Regions from separate parts of the Mus musculus genome. Here regions 2 and 3 are each linked to region 1. A link is a contact called in public Hi-C and promoter capture Hi-C data. All regions are on one chromosome and are shown on one strand. Each heading gives the region's core, a stretch centred on a gene start, on an enhancer-like site or on the middle of the called end of the contact. The rest is flanking DNA. Distances are from core to core; before and after follow the strand shown. Region 1 holds the start of Eif3f (eukaryotic translation initiation factor 3, subunit F). Region 2 holds the start of Fam160a2 (family with sequence similarity 160, member A2). Region 3 holds the start of Trim3 (tripartite motif-containing 3).

Region 1 (4,435 bases), core at 1,425-3,924:
ACTTCCTCTCACACCCCTAACTCTCACATTAGTTACTGGATCTCACTGAGCCATAGGTCCCAACTATTCTCACTTGATGTCCTGGTACCTTCCTTTAAGTTCCTCACCCCCTACCCCTTGTAACATGTCTCTGCTAGTGTTGTCTTTTGTTGGCTAGCGTTATGGTTTCATTTTCTGAACTATGTGGTGGTTTGAATATGCTTGGCCCAGAGAGTGGTGCTAACAGGAGGTATGGCCTTGTTGGACTAGGTGTGCCACTGTGGGAGTGGGCTTTGAGACCCTCCTTCTAGCCGGGTGGGACGAAGCCCAGTCTTCTTCTGGGTTCCCTTGAATAAGACATGGAACTCTCAGCTCCTTCTCCAGTGCCATGCCCGCCTGGATGCTGCCATGCTTCCCACCTTGATGATAATGGACTGAACCTCAGAACCAGTAAGCAGCCACAGTGAAATGCTGCCTTGGTCATGGTGTCTGTTCACAGCAATGGAACCCTAAGACAAGGTTCTTAACCCACAGGTATACCTTCTGTCATCTGAACACTCACCAACTTTGACCACTGTGACTGCTTCCCCCATTTCAGAGCCTTTTCTCCTAGGGCCTCCAAGATACCAGTCTCTTCTAGCTTTTCCCCTTCTCTTCCTAATCTGTTAGCTCCTCTGACACCTCAGGGTTTCAGCATTGTTAGTGTTCCCAGTTTTTGTTCTATGCTTCTTTTCTAGGTCAAGTACTGGCCCAGAAACACTTCAGTTCATGTTTATGTGCCCAATCTCTTTTGCATTATTTATGGCTCTTTTCCTGCTACAAGGGCAGAGTTGAGTAGCTGTGACAGACTGCACACAAAGCTGAAAATATTCCCTGACTTTTTTTAAAAACACAGCTACCAATCCCTGTGGTAGGTGAGTACATCTACCTCTTTATTTCAGTTACTTATCTTCTGGGGGCTAGGGCATACTTGCCCACACCTCTTTACATTTGCATCTTCACACGTACTGTTAAAATTTGCCTTTCTTTTATACTGATTAATTATGGATGTGCAACTGCTTGCCCATGGAAGTCAGAGGACCGTCTGCAGGTTTTCTCCTTCCATCATGTGGGCTCTGGGAAGTGAAGCACGGGCAGGCAGTGAAGCGCCCTGGCAGCCCTGCTTACTCAATTTTCTACTTGACCAACCCACTGGTACACTCAGGGGCACCTCACAAGGAATACCAAGCCCAAGCCACACTCTGTCCTTTCTTCTTGTATGCACAACGGCAGCTCTAGAACTCACCCAAACCCCTCTCATGCTGCAGTTCTGTCACGCCTTGACCTGCGAGCTCTATTTCCTTGCGTCCACTCTCTGCCTCTCTCTGCCTCCCCTTTGCAGGTGCTCTGCTTCAGCCCTCAATCTGCTGTCCAGGCCCAACTCAGGTCTACTACTTTCCACAAAGCAGGCATGTTCTCTAGTTTCCCCTGCCTCGGCTCTGGAATGAGTGCTGGTCATGGGCCTCTGCAGAGACCAGCCTGGAGGAGTCTTCTCAGCTCCCTGTGAGTCCTGCCCCACAGGCAGGTGACCAAACCACTGAGGGCTTCACTTCCTGCCACCCTCCCGTAAGCCTGGGATGCCAACCTCTTCAGATAGTTGGCTTCTCTTCATCTTGAAGGTTAGCGACGGACACATAATACAACAACAGTCTGTGTCCAAATGAAAAATCAGAGGAGTGAGGTGGGGGTTGGGGGTGGGGGTAGAACTTGGAGCTGAGCATATCTAGGGTTTATGAACCAGTATGTAGGAAAACCTTGGGACACGTGCCTGTCTGAAAAGTTTAGGAAAGCTAGATATTATATATCCAGAATATGTTACAAATATACCTGGTTTATTTGAGTTGGAGGAAGCTTCTGACACATCCTCTTCCCTAACATGGGTGGTGGGCACTTTCTGTTTGTGCTGGGGTGGTGGTAGGTCACTGCATAAGAGAGGGCATGTGGGTACTCTGTTTAACGGGTCAAGGGCTTTGAACTTGCTGTCATTTGAGCTTTCATTTTTGGCAGCATGCCCTCTCAGTACCACGTTGTTGGGAGTATAAAATAACATGTAGATCAAGTATCACAAACTACGCAATAGCTTATACCTACTCCTTGCACATTTCTGTGGCTTAACGGCAATTCGGCTGAATTCAGATCACTCGGGAAGGCAAGCCACAGTAGGAAGGTGCAAAAAGAGAAACAGGCTAAGAGTTCAGGGGCGATGGAACGAGAGGAATAGTAAGATGCACAGGAAGAAAACATTAATTTCCCCAGAACTCACCCAACAGGGTTCCAATAACTCGGGCAGCTCCCTCGTTGCGGCGTTCGTAGCTGTCCACGATCGAGGCCAAAATGACGGGGTGTAGCCTGACCACGCGGCCGCCCGGGAAAGGCCCCGGGAGGGCGGGCCCGGGCTGCGAAGGCGCCGGCGTCTGCGCTGGGGCTGGCGCGGAGGCTGGGGTCTGGCCCGGGGCTGCAGGCGCAGCTACAGCAGGATCAGACGAGACGGGCGCCGGGGACGCAGCGGGAGTCGCAGCCGGTGTCGGAGCTGGCGTGGATGGGGTCGGGGCTGAAGCCGGGGCTGCGGTGACGACCGGCGCCGGGGCTGCGGCTGCAGTGGCAGGAGGGACATTAGCCGGTACGGCCGGAGAAGCCATCTTGCCGAGAAAGAGAGAGAGCCTAGAACAGAAGAGCGTGAGTTGGAGGAATTAGAAATTTGATTGGCTAAATTTATACCACGTGAATCATATCTTGATGACTATTGGACATGAAATTTCCGGCTAGTTGTAAGTTTTAGTGCGCGGTGTGCGCTTTAATTTCTGTCCGATGCGCACTCAGTGTGTAGGAGTCCAGAGTAGTTCCTAGTAACTTTAGGACTTCCTGGGGTGGGAATGGGGAGGAAGCAACTAGCAATCTACACAGTTGCCACCAGGTGGCGGCACAGAGTAGTGTAAAGGTCGCAATTGTTTAAGACTTAAATGGATATTAAATATCAGTCTTACAGGGGATTCACTGTTACATCCATTTAACTTATTAATCAATGAATTAAAATTTGGACTCAGGATCTACTTTGCATTCCACGCCTAGCCATATAGGTTAGGTTGGCCTGGAACTTACCTCAACTTTCCTGCCTCTGCTTCCCGAATGCTAGGACTATAGGCAGGAATCATCATGCCTGACCAATAGTGCTTTATTTGTGATGGCTTCATAAGGCATCATTAGGGAGGCATATTCATTCAACAATTTAAATGCTTAATATGCACCAGACTCTCTCTTATATGCTAGGGTATATAAGTGAACTAAATAGCAAAGGGTTGCATTCTCTTTGGGGGAGAGAAAAGGACTAAATCCTACATTAGGTTAGAAAGTGCTTCGATACACAGTAAATTATTATTACTATTTGACTGTGCTATGAGAAAGAAATGATCAGTGGAGGTTATGAGAGCATGAAAGATTATGAAGGGTTAGAGTAGGATACAATGAGGGTATCAAGTTGGAGTGGAAACTTGAAGAATTCAGGCAGCCAACTATTATTTGGGGTTTTGTAGGGAGAGCTCTTCTGGTGGAGTGAACAGTTCATGTAGAGGGCTTAAGGTGAATGAGAGCAAGACTAGTACATTTAAAGAAAGAATTTGGTGGTTAAATGGCATTATCAAAAGAAAGGATAGATCTCTAAGCAGGGCCAGGAGCTAATTATGAAGACTCCTATGCTGGTACTGGAGAGATGGCTCAGCGGTTAGGAACACAACTAGAGTTGTGAGTAGCTGTAAGCCACCAACCAACCCCTTCCCCTTGCTAGAACCTCAACGCAGATTCTCTGCAATAACCTCTTCCAAAGGTCCTAAGTTCAATTCCCAGCAACTACACAGTGGCTTACAATCATTTGTAATAGGATCTGATGCCTCCTTCTGGTGTGTCTGAAGATAGGGACAGTGTGTGTGTGTGTGTAATAGATAAATAAATATTTTCATTTTTTATTTTTATTTTTTGGTTTTTTGAGACAGGGTTTCTCTGTATAGCCCTGGCTGTCCTGGAACTCACTTTGTAGACCAGGCTGGCCTCGAACTCAGAAATCCGCCTGCCTCTGCCTCCCGAGTGCTGGGATTAAAGGCGTGCGCCACCATGCCCGGCAGATAAATCTTTTTAAAAAGACTCCTATGCTATAAAAAAATTTGGGCAGTAGAAAGATAGTTCAGTGAGAGAGAAACACACACACACACACACACACACACACACACACACACACACACAGAGACACAGAGAGAGAGAGAGACAGAGAGACACACAGAGATTCTCTGTTGTTGCAGAAAATCTGCATTGAGGTTCCAGCAAGGGGAAGGGTTGGTTGGTGGCTCACAGCTACACACAACTCTAGTTCCAGAGAAACCTATGTCCTCTTCTGGCCTCCACAGGCATTGCACTCACATGTACATAC
Region 2 (4,435 bases), core at 739-3,238, 3.5 Mb after region 1:
TATCTTACCCTTTACTTCTAGGATGGCACGAGGTAAACAGCCTCCGCTGCCATATACTCTGTGGCATGATCTACTTCCTCACCACTGTTCCAAAGGCAAGCATGGCAGAAATTTCTGAATCAAGATAAACTTTTTTTTTTTCTGTTATTAATCTCATTTTGGAACAGTGATGGACAGCTGACTAATACAGCCAACATAGTAACTACCACTATCACTGGAACAACAGTAATAGAGAAATCTATAGTTTGATATATTTTCACAAATTGAACTTACCCAGCTCAGTACTTGGCTCAAGAAGCAGAACTATTATAAGCTTGAGGAGTCACTCTTCTTCTTTCTAGTCACTGTCACTCCCACCTCTCATAACAATGCCTCAGCTCTGGAAATTTGTGAGTATGCCCTTGAGTGGTGTGTGTGTGTGTGTGTGTGTGCTTGTGGAGGCCTGAGACTGATGGAAGGAATCACACTTGTTTGTTCTTCCATCTGATTTAATGAGACAGGTTCTCTCAATAAAACAGAGTCACCTTTCAAGGACAGATCCCGGTGGATCACAACACCCACCCGGTATTTATGTAGATTCTGGGGAATTTGAACTCTGGCTGTCACGTTTGCTCAGCCAGTGCTTTAACCAGGATGGTATCTCTCTGGTTCCCTTTGATGGTTTTTAATTTATACAGGATGTCAATATTTAATCCTTTCCCTTCCCTTTACCCAAGTCTCAAACCCTTCCCAGTGTCCACAAACTCCCTTTTCTACATCCTTTTGATCCTATTTTGGGCTTTGCTTTTGAATGACCATTTGCAAAGGTGCCCTGTCCACCTGACTATGTATAAAATTCCAAGACTATAATATAAACTAACACGGTCAACTAGTCCCGCAGTATTATATATTCCGTTTTCATTCTCATCTGATCTTTGCTTTGCATGCTCCCAGCTCCAGGTGTTCTCCGGGTCTTGACCATTCTGCCTTGCCTTGGGATAGCTAATTCTTTAGGGTGAAATTTTTATTTCTTTCTTCTTTATGGATACTTTTAATTTGAACCAGTTTTAGAATCACAGAAAAGTCACAAAAACAACACACAAAGCTGTAAACTCCTTACCCATGCCCCCCTGTCATCCATCATATTATGTAATCACAGAATGATCACAATCAGGTAACACTGATAGAATCAACTACAGATTTTATCGGAAACTGCTAATTCTCTTAGTGTTTCTCACTCTTGTTTCAGCCAGCATTTCTCCCTGAAGCCATCTCTCAGCTCTTTCATCCTCTATGAACAGGGATCATGCTAAGTGCTGCTTCTAGACGCTTTTCCTTTCGCAGCCCTAAGACTGAGACAGGTTCTAACGGATCAGGAATCCAGGCTGTCATGTAGGAACTTATTCCACGTTCTACGAGGTCACGGAAGCTTCGGGAGAGCTAGGAAGAGGCGGTCTTCACGGGTAGGAAGGTAGAATCCAACCGGCGTGCATAAGTCTGGTGGAAACAAACTAGCTTGGTAGCAAACAGCCTGGTCTAGGAGAGCTTTCTACAGCCCTGCCCACAGACTGGCCCTTGGCCTATCCTTTAGGAAAAGCCCTGCCCACTTGACGCTATAAGCACCGCCCAGGGCCTGTGTTCCCGCCCCCTCGTCCTCGCCCTCTATCTCTCCCAGTGCCTTCCAAAGCCTACTCTTTCCTAGCCTCAGAAGCTTGTCCCTCCCTTAGAGCAGCCTTCTGCCCTCCGGTTCGAATTTCTCTCCTCTGTCCCCGCCTCTTCTCAGTCGTCCCCTATAAAACGCCAGAATCCTCAGAAGGGCGGAGTCTGCGGGTCGAGGGGGCGGGGCCTGAGAGTGTGGAGCCGCTCCTTTCTTGGAATGCGGACGGAGACCCCGCCCCTGCGCTCGGCCGTTGCCAGGAAACGGGCGTCGACGCTCTGGCTGGGGCCTGGCCGGACCAATGAGCTGGCACGCCGCTGCCCAGCCGTGCGTCACTGGGCGGTTGCGTGAGGTGCGCGGGGGCGCGGGCTGCGTGTGGCGCGGGGCGGGGCGCGGCTGGTTCGCCTGAGGAGCGATGGCGGCGGCCTGAACTCACCTAGCCCGGCCGCCGACAGGCCCGGGCAGGGCGGCGTGGTGCAAGTGAAAGAGACGCGTGGGCCGCGGCGCGCGCAGAGGCGCAAGGTGCCGAGGGGATTCGGGATGACGGCACCGGGTTTGGAATTGAAGGGACAGGGTGAAGGGTTGGCAGGTGGTGAGGGGCTGCGAACATCTGAGGTAGGGGGGCAGGGGACAGCCTAGGTGCTGTGCACCAGGAAGAAGCCCGCTGGAGGGGATCCTGGGCCCAGCTCCGAAGGGCCCAGTTGAAGGAACTCATAACCACCGTTTGCAAAGGGTGTGGGTTCGCTGAGCTTGGAAAGGTGAGGGACGTCCTGGGACAAGAGTTGAGGGGGTAAGGCCTGTGCGGGGATGGGGAGCGTTAAAGGCCAAGGCGGGAACCAGCGGGGGATGGCTGTGCCTTGGTGTAGCAGTTGAAAGCAGGGCAGAGGAGGAAAGGGGCTTGAGGGTTATGAGACTTGCATGAGAGCTGAGGTTGGTTGTGGGGCCTCCTTGGATGCCCTGTCCAGGGAGAGCAATAGTTTACGATCAAGTAAAGTACAGGCGCAAGTGTTGTGCACTTGGCCGCCCTGTGCCCATAGATATGTTAGAGAGTGAGAGAGGAGGAAAAAAAAAAAAACCCCAGAACCACAATAACAAACCCCAAACACCACACACAAAACAGCATCATAAGCAACAGTAACTGTGATAAGGAAAATGTTTGAGGTTTAGTCATCTACAGAGTAATAATGGAACCACAGTTTCCTCAGGTTCTGCTTTTGTAAGGCAGACTTTAAAATGAGGCCATCAGGAAGTTTGTTTTTGTGTTTTGAGAGGTGGAGAGAGAGAACTACCCATATTTTCTCTCTGCCTGCTTCTGGGCACCCTTACTACATTCCTCCTTCCCTGTTGCTGTCATCTGTATTGGACGAGCAGTTGCTTTCATGGAAGTCACATGGCTTGTTATATGCAGCACTGTGTTTAGGTTTGCTCTTCTTAGGAGTTTGAAAAGCAGGAACAAAAAACCCATGACTTTGTGGAAGCAAATTTTTGTACAGTAAATGCTTATACTTTAAGTGTACATGTTTTGACATATGTGCATATTTGTGAAATCAAGATGCCAAACACTTAGACCACCTGAAAAGTTTTCTCTATTTTACAGCTCATATTTCCCTCTGTATCCTATAATTAAGTTCATTTTATTTGTATTTTATAAGTCCATCTCCTTATCCACACAGACATGAATTTGGGGAAGTTAGTCTCACTAGTGATATGATCCATTCTCTGGATCTTCTCTCTGATCTGACAGTCGGCTATGTAGTTGAGGTGTCTTGAACCTCCTTTAACCATAACAGTATTTAGGTCTTTCTATGAAGACTATCCCTAGAGAATTTGAGGCAGCCTCAGTTTATATTCTGTTAAAGAATCTCAGCTTCAGAGCTAGTTATTTTATCTTGTGGTATATTTTCTTCTCTCTGGAGACCAAAGAGGCCTTCTTCATAATGATATGTCTGGCCAGATAATCAGAACTTTTGAGGACCGACAAGCATAACAGGTTGTAGTAGTGGTTCCCAAACACTGACCTGTGGATCCAGTCCATGGTAGCGTTCATCTGTATAAGACAGGATGAAAGAACTAAAAATAAAGTTATATCCTGGGGGAGTGGCTCAGTGGGAGAGTGCCCTTCCATATTCAAAACTATAAGTTTGATCCCAACACTGCCAAAAGAGGGGCAGGGGTAACTTATTCTAATATTATTGTTCTTTTTTGGTGTTAAGGTGCTCTTTGCTCTTTCACTGGAGAAATAATTAGTGGTAAAGTACATGGTAGGTTTAAAGAAAATGATGAAAATAAAAAGTTGATCACCTTTTTAAAAAATAAATATTTTACTGGTTTATGAAATCCTGACATTCAGAATGATAGTGGTGTGTGTGTTGTTTTAGGTTGAAGAACCATGTACTTATATAGTAATTTTATGTAACTTTAGATATCTGAGTAGCATGCATGCTTACATATTATATTAATTCATTATAAAATCAAAGTGACATGCTTTACATAGCATCCTTAAAATTTGCTGAAATTATGTTGATACCTTGTGAAGTAGGCAAAGGAAGGAATTTTAGAGATGAGTCAGATTCAGAAGCTAGCAGTTTCACAGGGTAGAGGGACAAAACAAGTCAGTTTGGCATCTTCATAGTGCTAGTGACTAGAGGAAGGAAGATTTGTAATAGAAAGTAAAGGCAGTGTGGGCAAAGGGCACATTATATATTGGAAAAGTGATGAAATAGAGGACCTCATACCTGCAAGTAGTATTTCTTTATGATTTGTAATTGTTAACAAAAAAATTAAGGGGCGTGAGCATGT
Region 3 (4,435 bases), core at 1,293-3,792, 3.3 Mb after region 1:
GGGTCTGACACCAGTTTTGCCCACTGCTGTGGTCTGAAGAGGCCCGTAGGCCCGTAGGCCCAGAAGCTGCTGTCCTGCCCTTTATCTTCCTGGCCACTGGGCTTCATTCCCAGATCTTTTCCTTTCACTCCACAGCCAAAGGCTATGACAAAACACTCCCTGGCCAATGGCATCACTCCTCAGGCCTATCCCCAGCTCTTGGGATGTGCCCCTGACCAAAGACAGGACCTCAAAAGGTTCTGTCAGCCAATGGCAGCTCTTCTTGGGCTCCTCTGGGCCAATAGTGTTGCCTCCAGTACCCTTTGTTCCCTCCTCAATGTGTGTCCATTGCAGAGAAGGGGACTGGGACCAAAGGGGTGGGGATAATGGGGAGCTGCATTTGTGGCCCTGCATCTGAATGGGCCCTCCCCTCATCCACCCACCCAGTTGAACTGTGCTTAGAACCCCAGAAGACTGGGTTCTAGCACTAGGAATAAACCTTTCATAAAAGCAGGCCCAGTGAGGTCAATTTGTGGGGGACTAGAGGAGGGTGGATTGGTAAGAAATGCCCAGTAATCTTGCATTCAGTTCCTATGAATTCAGAAGAGCTGCAGCTAAGTTTGAGAAGCTGCCGAAGGCCTGATGCCCCTCACTTTCAGAGCCAACGCTTTATTTTTCTCTTCCCGTTAGCACCAAGGCAATCTATGTGTCTGAAGAGCATAGGGTCCAGAGGGGGTTGGGCCGGCTAACCATCATGCATTCAATCATACAGCCGATGTTTACTGAGTGCTTTTATTTGCCAGGCACTGCGTTAGGCCCTGGGGAAACATCAGTGAATAAAACGCAGTCCCTGCTCACAGTGCTTAAGGCCTAGTGGGGGATAGAGACAAGTAACCAGGCAACTACAATACAATGAGAAATGCTAGGATACAAGATGCAGTGGGAGCACCAGATAAGGGGCATCTAGCTTAGACTGAGGTAGGGATGGCGATGCCAGTTTAAAAGCTGAGATCTGAAAAGTAAGTAGCGAACAGCTGAGGAAGAAAGGCCAATGCTCATAAAGTCTGAATAAGAATTCAGTCCAGAATGAAAAATTAAGTGGGTGAGAGACAAGAGGCAGACTTGATCTTTGGAGAAATGGAACTAAGAAACCTCTTAGAGGTCTGGCAGCACGGGAGAAGCGAAGTGTAGAGAACATACTTCCTGGACTATTGGGTAGCCTAGTGACCCTTGCTTGTCACTCTAAGCATGAACCCTGCCTGAGCTCCTTCACATCCAGTGAGTAGCTACCGCAGAGATAAAGGCATTCTCACCGCACCTGCTGCAACCTGCACTGCTCTTGTTGAAGTCAAACCTTAATTGTATAAGAAATCACAAGAAAACTCCCAGCAGCACTTTAGACAGGGCTTGAGTGCGGTCAACTACAGGTCCAAAGACAACTGCAGACTTCTTCAGCATTCTGTCCCCTCTAGAGGGTGGAGAAAGGGGACCAACCCAGTCAGCAGGTTCCCACAGCACAGGGTGCACACCACTCTGACTTGACTCTTTGTCAGTGATAACTGCAATCCCCAGCCAGGCTTCTGGGGCTTTAATTAGCCTTTATGTAGTCAGCTGTCTGCCTTGATTATTAGAGGTGCTGGTTCTCTTATTAGCCCCCTACTTTATGGGCCACTGAGGATTTTTGTTGTAAGGGCATTGAATCTTCAAATGGTTGGAGACAGAACCTGAAAGCAGAGCCCAAACATGGCTCCACCATTTTCTAGCTGATTAGGATTAATGCCTGGGGAACATAAGCTCGCTCCGCTCCTTCCGTTGTAAAGCTGCTAATAAAAGCAGCTACCGATTACGGTTATGCGTATTAAATGAGATAATGTATGTAAAGTGATTAGCTCTGTCTGGCACGTAATAAACACTCAGTCCCTGTTAATGTACAGTTTTTATTGTATTGTACCTAGGCTGTTTTTCCATAATGCAATGATTCTGAGAATTGCTCTGGGTCTTTGGTGTAAGGAAGGAGTCGCGCTGGATGGTCTAAACCAAATTTCCTCAGGCGGCACCTGAGGAACCTAAAACCGAAAAGAAGTCTCCCACTTGGCCTGCAAACCCCTTCTCCTAGAGTTCTGGGTTGAGGTACAGGTGGTCCCCCTCCCTCTTGCTCAGTGGAAACCAAACTAGCAGATTTCACAGGAGCCTCCGGGAAAGCCCAGGAAGGAGCGACCAGAAGCAGCAGGAACGGACTCTCGGAGTACTAAAGCTGGTTCTAGCTGCTTTTACTTGAAGGCATCAAGTGCCACTATCAGACCTCAGCTACTCACCCTCGCCCTTAGGCCTCGTGAGCCAGAGGCAGCAGGCGAGGATCCCGGATCTAGGATCTAGGATCCGGGATCCGCTTGCCAGCTCCAAACCGCACCGCAGAGGGAGAGCCAAGAGCCGCAAGGGCGGAGGGGCTGGCGGGCGTGGTCTGAGAGGTGGGGGCGTGGTTGGGGCGGGCCTTCGGCTCCGGAGTCGCCCCCTCCCCCGACCGGTCCGCAGCCCCGCCCCGGCCCCTCCCTCCGGCCTGTGCGACGGGTCCAGCGGCAGCGGCGCCGGCGCGGGGACAGACGGAGGCGCGGGACGTGGGGCGGCGCCGCGGGCAGGGCCGGGCGGACGGGCGCTGGCAGCGGGGGCAGCGCTGCGGGCCGCTCCGAGTGGCTGCAGTCCGGGCCTTGCCCTCCCATCCTGCTCCCACGCCGTGAGTGCGCCGCGCGGGCCCCAAGGGTGCGTCTGGTCCACCTGTGTATCGGGGTGCGGGTCCTGGTGCTAGCGGCGGTGTGTGGGTCCGAGCGTCTTTGGGTGGGGGCGCGGATGCTTTTCAAAAGCTGTTCCTGTCTCTGTCCACGTGAGGCGTGTCCGTGTCTGTGAGAGCAGCGGGGGATTCTTTGGGCTGTGGCTGCTCACGTGAGGTCCGTGTTTGCGGGCTGTGTGGTGGGGGGAGGCGCGGGTGGATGGGTGATGGTTCATTTTAGGAGCGCGGGTTTTGGGAGTCTCTGTGTTGGCGGAGGGTACCGAAAGCTGCGGCCGATGGTGTTGGGGGTGGGTGGGTGGGGTTGCTGATTGGCACTCTGGAATCTTGTGGCCCCGCTCGTCCAAAGGGTTCCTTTCTCCTGAGTGCAGACTCCTCCACCCCTGCTCCCTTCTCCGTCCTCCTTAGGCACCAAGAAGCCCACCAGCCAGGATGGAGGACATCCTTCCTCCACTGCGGGCACTGCTTGCTGGACAGGAAGCTTCCTGCAGAGGCTGTGTCTTGTAGGAAAGGACCCCTCTAGTTCTCCCTTAGCCTGGGCCCTGACTGGAGGACTCCTGTCCCCTCCCTGGTTTCCACCTCCTTCCCCCTGCACTTGGTTTCAGAACCTGGGCCACAAATCTGCAGGGACAGATGGTTGCAGGTTGGAAGGGCAGGCTGCACCCCAGGGAGGTCATTCTGACTTCAAAAAAAAAAAAAAAAAAAAAAAAAAAGGCAGGCCCTGTGCATGTTCCTGGTGTGGGAGTCCTATGCGGACCGCTAAAACCCAGGACTTGCTCCAGAGGGAAGATCTGAGATTCCAGGGTGGATGCAGTGATTATCCAGGTCTCCAGACATACTGTGCAGCGTATCAGTGCCTATCTCCTAGGCAGGGGTCTGGTTTGCTGCAGAATGGGAATGTGAGCGGCAGGCCTGACAGGTGCCCTGCCTCTCTCGGCTTGGATGCCTCCAGTGATATTACCTCTTAACTGCTTAGACTGTGGGAAGCTACCTTGTGTTATAGAGGTCTCTCTCCTTGGAATTTTGTTCCTTTGTCTTGTCTCTGCTTTTGATTTTGCTTCTCTTTGCTGAGAGGAACCTGCAGAGTTTAAACATAACTCTTCTGTCACCAGCATCTATTGAGTACTTTCTATATGGTAGTTACCAGCTCAACTGCTTAGGGGACAGTGGCATTTCTGCTCATGGAACTTGAGAAAAAAAAGAACCATAGGTGGGATAGTATCGCCTTTGTTCAGAAGATATGTGATTGCTATAGAGGAGAGTCCTGAGAGTGAATGCCAAGGTGACAATCTCAGAAAACATTTATTTTGGAAAGCAAGAGGAGGGGTCGCCTGTGAGCACTCTCTAACATGCCTAACCATGTGATGGAAGTTAGCAGTCAAATCATCAAAGTAGTTTGTATTAGGATCTAGTCATGGCACATTGCAGTCTGAAGGAGCCTTGATTTTTGAAAACAAGACCATCCTCTTCCTCCCATTTTACAAATATGGGTATGGGGTAAAAAGTTGCTTAGATATTATCTTGTGTGGTAGAGTTAGTGACAGGACTAGATCCTAAATTTCATGGCTTAAAGAAATACGTTTTGAATTAAAATGGAATTACATCACTTTGCCTCCCCCCTTCCCTCCCTCCAGCCTCTCCCAGTTATGCTCCTACTAACCCTTCCCATGCTCA

The links. Promoter capture Hi-C pulls out the DNA fragments that hold promoters and counts their contacts. A called contact is a pair of places that touch in the nucleus more often than the background predicts.
Region 2: a promoter capture Hi-C map of pre-B cells shows a contact between it and region 1. The contact joins the promoter of Fam160a2 here to the promoter of Eif3f in region 1. A contact is called at or near these places in 2 of 39 promoter capture datasets (cranial neural crest and pre-B cells), 1 of 484 Hi-C or Micro-C datasets (pre-B cells) and 1 of 9 other capture datasets (liver).
Region 3: a contact with region 1 is called in a Hi-C map of CD8 T cells, with 8 times the contacts expected there. The contact joins the promoter of Trim3 here to the promoter of Eif3f in region 1. A contact is called at or near these places in 3 of 39 promoter capture datasets (cranial neural crest, frontonasal cranial neural crest and pre-B cells) and 4 of 484 Hi-C or Micro-C datasets (CD4 T cells and CD8 T cells).

What each region holds. Positions count from the first base shown.
Region 1 is chr7:108,932,654-108,937,088 of GRCm38.p6, reverse strand. Eif3f (eukaryotic translation initiation factor 3, subunit F) reads right to left here and starts at 2,674. Exons shown (of 8, transcript NM_025344.2): 1 at 2,282-2,674. The coding sequence starts at 2,657.
Region 2 is chr7:105,397,607-105,402,041 of GRCm38.p6, reverse strand. Fam160a2 (family with sequence similarity 160, member A2) reads left to right here and starts at 1,988. Exons shown (of 12, transcript NM_199009.3): 1 at 1,988-2,158. It also overlaps a transcript of Cnga4 not described here.
Region 3 is chr7:105,631,678-105,636,112 of GRCm38.p6, reverse strand. It overlaps Trim3 (tripartite motif-containing 3), which reads left to right and starts at 2,542. Exons shown (of 12, transcript NM_001285870.1): 1 at 2,542-2,736. Arfip2 (ADP-ribosylation factor interacting protein 2) reads left to right here. Exons shown (of 8, transcript NM_029802.4): 8 at 1-1,912.